Linked DNA regions of Zea mays: region 1 is linked to region 2. A link is a contact called in public Hi-C data. All regions are on one chromosome and are shown on one strand. The core of a region is the stretch at or near the end of the contact, and the rest is flanking DNA. Distances in the headings are between cores, read along the strand shown. Region 1 overlaps LOC103632291 (phosphomannomutase/phosphoglucomutase). Region 2 holds the start of LOC100284825 (60S ribosomal protein L44).

Region 1 (2,753 bases), core at 249-2,748, 420 kb before region 2:
CCAACTGGATATGCACTTGCATCGTCTCTTTAGTCCGGACTCTAGCCATGGCGCGCAGAGAGATGAGTGGGGATTGGTGCGGCTCATGATCTGGAGCCACCTCTTCATCATCGTCCGCCAAGTCCAGGAGAAAGATGCGCTGGCAGACACGATTGTGGCTGCGTGCAAATTTCTCGTTGCAATTGAAACAGAGCCCCAGTCGACGACGTTCTTCCATCTCCGATTGGGACAAACGGCGAATCTGCCGACCATCAGTTGCTGGTGGGGATGAACGAATTGGTGGTGCGAGTAGAGCCAGCGGTGGGGCGGGTCCCGACAGAAGGCCCCGACCCCCCACGAGGGGCCGCCGGCGTTTGCACAGCCTGCGTGACGTACTGCTCGCGCAACTCCAGTTTGCGGGCCATGCTCATGGCGATGACGAGAGACTGAAAATTATGCATCTCAACGTCGAGGCTGAGCGGCGGCTGAAGACCCACGGTGAACGCCTGCACCTTCTGTGCCTCCGTGAGCGCGCCGACACGGGACAGTAAGGCCTCGAAACGATCCTAGTACTCAGTGACAGTCCCGGTCCGTTTGCAGGCCATGAGCTCGCCGAGAGGGTTGGAGTGGATGGGTGGCCCAAAACGAAGGTTGAGGAGTTCTGAAAACTGGCGCCATGATGGCGTTCCTTCCTCGTTCTAGACCTGGATGTACCACATCTGGGCGCCGCCTTCTAGATTGTATGAAGCCATCCAGACCTGTTCCTCGGTGGCAATCCGTTGTTGATGAAAATAGGATTCACACCGGTTGAGGAAGGCCAGCGGATCAGACTTGCCGTCGAATTTCGGGAAATCCAACTTCTGAAAACGTGGAGGTCATTCACCCTGATGTTCAGTGAATGTCGAGCCAGACGGAATGGTACCACGCTCACGGCGCAGCTCCCCCACTTCAGCCTGGAGGGTGGTCAGGCTGGTGGTCAGCTGCGCGATGAGATTGGCCAGGCCGGCGTTGGTGGGGTTAGCCATGGGTGCCGCTGATGATGAACTTGGAGATGAAGGAGTGCTAGCAGTGGAGTTGTGGTCGGAGGTGGAAGAGGATTGCCGAGATCATGATACCAAGTTGTCCAGGGCCTCGCCCCCTAGGCTGGGGAGGTCCCTGACTACGTAGTTCGTAAATGGGAAGAGGTGGTGCCAGGGCTGTTACCTGGACACCGAAGCAAGGGGATGAGATTGAAGGCTAGAACAGGTGAGAGGTTTAGGGAATACTTCTTTCTTAATCCACTCATTGCATACTGCTTATATATATATATACATATATATATGTATATATGTACATATATATATATATATATATATATGTATATATGTATATATATATATATGTACATATATATATATATATACATATATACATATATATATATATATATATATATATGTACATATATATATGTATATATATATACATATATATGTATATGTATATATAGGAGAGAGCCTGCTGGCTGCTAGACTCCAAGACTCATGTTCAGACCACATAATGATCTAGACTTTCAAACTTCATGCTAGACTCCAAGACTCATGTTCACACCCCATAATGATCTAGACTTTCAAACTTCATGCTAGAATCCAAGACTCATGTTCACACCCCATAATGATCTAGACTTTCAAACTTCAGGCCCTTCGGTCCCCCCCTGTCCCTTGGCGCCCTGGCCAGCTGTGCCAGCCTCTTTCTGGCGTCTTTGACACCGGCTGTACTGCCGGCCCCACATGATAATTCACTGCTGAACATTGGTGCTGGTCTCTGCCAGACTGCTTGGATTGCTCCAGTTTTAGTTTGTGCTTGGATGTTTGATTTGGGGACCCTTCAGGATGCAGAAATCCAACTTAGCATATTCAAAATAAAAAAACTGGCTGTTTTACTCTATTCTTAATACAATTCTTTTGGTTTTCATTTGTTATCCAATCCTCAATTCTGCACCTGCTTAGTTTTCCTTTATTTCGATCTAAACATTCTTTAAATGCTATGGATGCTAGGAGATGTTTTAGGTTCAAAAAGAAGATAAATAAGGGCAATCCCAGTGCTGGAGGCTCCCACATGATTGGGGTCTAGGAAGGGATAAACCGAGATAAGCCTCCCCTCAGTAAGTGCTGAGAGGCTGCTTGGAACTCGCAACCTAGTGACTTAGCGAGACAGCTCTCACCACTGCATCAGGCTTGTCCTTTAAAAGGAAGATAAACAAATGCAACTTAATTGATAATCATCATGTGTAGTTTCATGATTGTTGAGTATGATTATTCTAATTCTTATCTATAATCTATATGATATTGTGATTATATGGAGTTATGGGCACATGTTACTATAAAATGTGCATATACTTGTGAATTTTGTTGCATACAGGTGTGCTAATTTTGGCAGTTCTCTGTTTCAAGCCAGAAGTTTATACCATTTTCAGTTTTCACAAAGTGTTTGGAATTATATAGGGGAGCTAACCTTTTGGGATTGTTCTACTTTACAGCAAGCCATCTCCCCTACAATCGGAATGGTCTCAAGTTTTTTACAAGTGATGGTGGGCTAAATAAAGCTGATATCAAAGATATCCTGGAGCGTGCTTCCAAAATATATGAGGAATCTGCACATAATAACCTGAAAGAACAGGGGGAAGCTTCGAAGGGAGTTGTCACTAATGTGGACTACATGTCAATTTATGCTTCTGATCTTGTACAAGCAGTTCGTAAATCTGCTGGAGACAAAGGTGCTTCCATGTGCTATAT
Region 2 (2,870 bases), core at 354-2,853:
AAGGGCACCACAAGGAGTATATACAGAATGCAGCTTAGTGAAAAATAATTAGCATCTTATAAATTAAATAACAGTTGAAGGTTCACATAAGCGAAGTGAACTGTCTCTTGTTAATTTGACTAATATCATATAACTTACAATTCATGAACAAGGAACAATAAAGCTTGAAGTTGCTAACACAATAGATACAAAAAGAACTCTAGTAAGAAAGGTGCCAGTAAAACAAGATATCAATTCCAATGTTATCAAATCGTCTAATTGGTCCTAGTCGCCATGGTACCAATTAGCTTGACTAGTCATGATTGATCATGAGTCATGACTAATCTCAACTGATCACGATTAATAACGATTAATCTTAAGTATAGCTGATCACCATGGCACCAATCAGCCCGACTAATCACCATTAATCATGATTAGTCAGATGACTTGATAACGTTGGTCAATTCCTTCTCACAAGCACCCCAAAAATATCAACAAGGTTAGCATGTAGTCATGGAACAAAACCAACTCATGACAGAATGAGATCTTGGTAAAGTCTTTTACTTAATGTGAGACGAATTCTCTACATGCTAGTTAGAAGCTTGAATTAGTACACAAGACATTTTGTTGTTAATAGGATAGATAAACAATCCTTTGTGAGAGACAAAAGATGTAATTAAACATTAGTATGAAGACCTTGCACACCATTGCACGAGTTCAAATTTTTAATTTTGCCTCAGACAAACAATCGATAAATAAAATACTAAATGTGACACTACTAGGCAAATTTTTGTGACTTTTCTTAGTTGATTTGCACGGAAACTTGGTTTTCACCTGATACGTTGCCAATAAATAGATGGCATAACCATTTCGCTTGATATAGATACCTCTATTTATACCCATGCATGCATACGATCAGTAGATCAGCAAATATAATTATATATTGTAACACACGAACTGGACAGATATAAGTGCTTGCAGTCTGGTTAATCGTAAACGCTTTTTTTAAAACTAACAATGCCCACTAAAATAGATGAAAATATATAGATGTTTGGGCCTTGTTTGCATGCAATGTATCATGGACTAGAGTGCAACTTAAACTAATTTCCACTACAATCCACTTCAAAACTTGTATATTGATGTGGATAATACGCATCCAAACAACACCTTATATAATACAAAAATCCTCAAACAACACAAAATTCACAATACACGACCGCGCGAGAAACCCAAACTAAAATAGCACTAAGCGGAGACCAGCGATCAAAACAAACCCTAGTTACATCACTAAAAAGGCTTCGCTTACATTACTGCTCTCCATCCCGAGCTGGCAGAATTAGACCAAAACACAGGAACGAATCGGGACAGAGTATCCAGGGCCATGTACCACAAGGCAGACAGAAAAGGCCTGAGATCGTAAGCACAAGGTAAAAGGAGGATAGGTGGGAGTCGCTGACCATGGCTGCCGCGTAGTTGCTTCCTCCGTTGCTCCGTCCGTCGCGAGTCCTTGCGGCGGTGTGAGGCGGGATCCCTGAAAACCCTAGCGGCGGAGCGATATATCAGAACAGAGCCGGGCCTCCTGCGCTTTAGCGAGTTCATGGGCCTGTTCCTTGGTCCAATATTTGGCCTGTCATGTAGATTTACAGCCTTTTATCACTCAGCCTACAAGTAGAGACAGCAACAAGTACGAACTCGCTAGCCTATATTTATACCGGCGAAATTAAATTTTATCTAATACACTATCGTCACTGCTCATGAGTAATAAATTGTTTTCATACCCACACCCAATCGGTTAATGATACCTAATGGGTAATCCACACCTGGTAACCACCAACAAATCACAACAGGAATCAGGATGACTTCCGTCGGCCAAAATAATTCTCGTCGGCCAAATACAAAACCGACTTGAATTAACCTATCTCCGTCGGAGGAGCCGACGAGAGTTAATTGTCGTCGGCCAAGGGCTAGACCGACGTGCATTACTTAACTATCGTCGGTCATGGCGATGGCCGACGAGAATTAGTGGGCCATGAAGTAGCGCTCCTAGATATTAATAACTCCTGTCTGCACTGACCCATGTCGACAGACCTAGGAGTTCAATAAGTCCTGTTGGGCGTAGCCTGGGCCGACGGAGATTAATGGGCCATGAAATGACTCGTGACCTAGCACGCCTTGAGTTTTACAACTCTCGTCGGCTATGACCTAAGCTGGCGGGGTTTATTGAGTTATTCCCGATGGCCCAATCCAAGGCCGATGGGGATTAGTTGTTTATGAGGTCACGGTTACCCACACACGCGCTACTTCTCTCTCGACCAAAATCATTCTCCCGACGCCTCAGTTGTCGTGCACCGCCGCCCAACGTTGCCTCCATCGCCGCCAGTTCGGGAGCCACGCTGCCACATCCACTGGTCCCCGCAAGGAGCCGGCGCCGCCACCTCCACCAGCCAAAGCGAGGAGCTGTCACCACCCAGTAGCGCCACCACCTCCACCAGCTCCGGCGAGGAGCCACCACCACCCTCAGACCTGGAGCCTCGTCCATCGTCGTCCCCTGTAGCCCCTCCCAGGAGCTGCCACCCACGCCCCCAAACACCGGTCAGCCACCAAAGAGCCGTTGGGCCAAGGAGCTGCCGCCACCCGAGGAACCCTCTGTCGTCGTTATCTCCCATGGAACAACACTCATGTTGCCTCGTCATCGAGGGATAACTCACTAACCTATCGAATTAAAATGCGAGTGTGATTAGAGTAGTTAAATATGTATGAAGATGTTTATTTTCGTCGGTTTTTATGATCGACAGGAGTTAACTTTTATGTGATTAGAGTTAGTTTAAAATTGTTAATCGATAGTGTTCTTAGTTTTAATATGACTTTACGCATTATAATTGCTATTTTTA

Evidence for each region. A called contact is a pair of places that touch in the nucleus more often than the background predicts.
Region 1: a Hi-C map of leaf shows a contact between it and region 2, with 4 times the contacts expected there. The contact joins the enhancer-like site here to the promoter of LOC100284825 in region 2. A contact is called at or near these places in 3 of 25 Hi-C or Micro-C datasets (bundle sheath, leaf and tassel).

What each region holds. Positions count from the first base shown.
Region 1 is chr7:42,952,181-42,954,933 of Zm-B73-REFERENCE-NAM-5.0, reverse strand. It overlaps LOC103632291 (phosphomannomutase/phosphoglucomutase), which reads left to right. Exons shown (of 17, transcript XM_008654105.4): 6 at 2,498-2,734. Among protein-coding and RNA genes, the nearest start is that of LOC103632291, 49 kb to the left of the region's middle. Within about 2 kb of position 1,498, at least 3 of the 20 cell types and tissues checked have an H3K27ac peak or open chromatin away from gene starts, as enhancers often do. A contact at or near this core is called in leaf, where this site is marked.
Region 2 is chr7:42,529,512-42,532,381 of Zm-B73-REFERENCE-NAM-5.0, reverse strand. It overlaps LOC100284825 (60S ribosomal protein L44), which reads right to left and starts at 1,603. Exons shown (of 4, transcript NM_001157720.2): 1 at 1,437-1,603. The coding sequence starts at 1,439.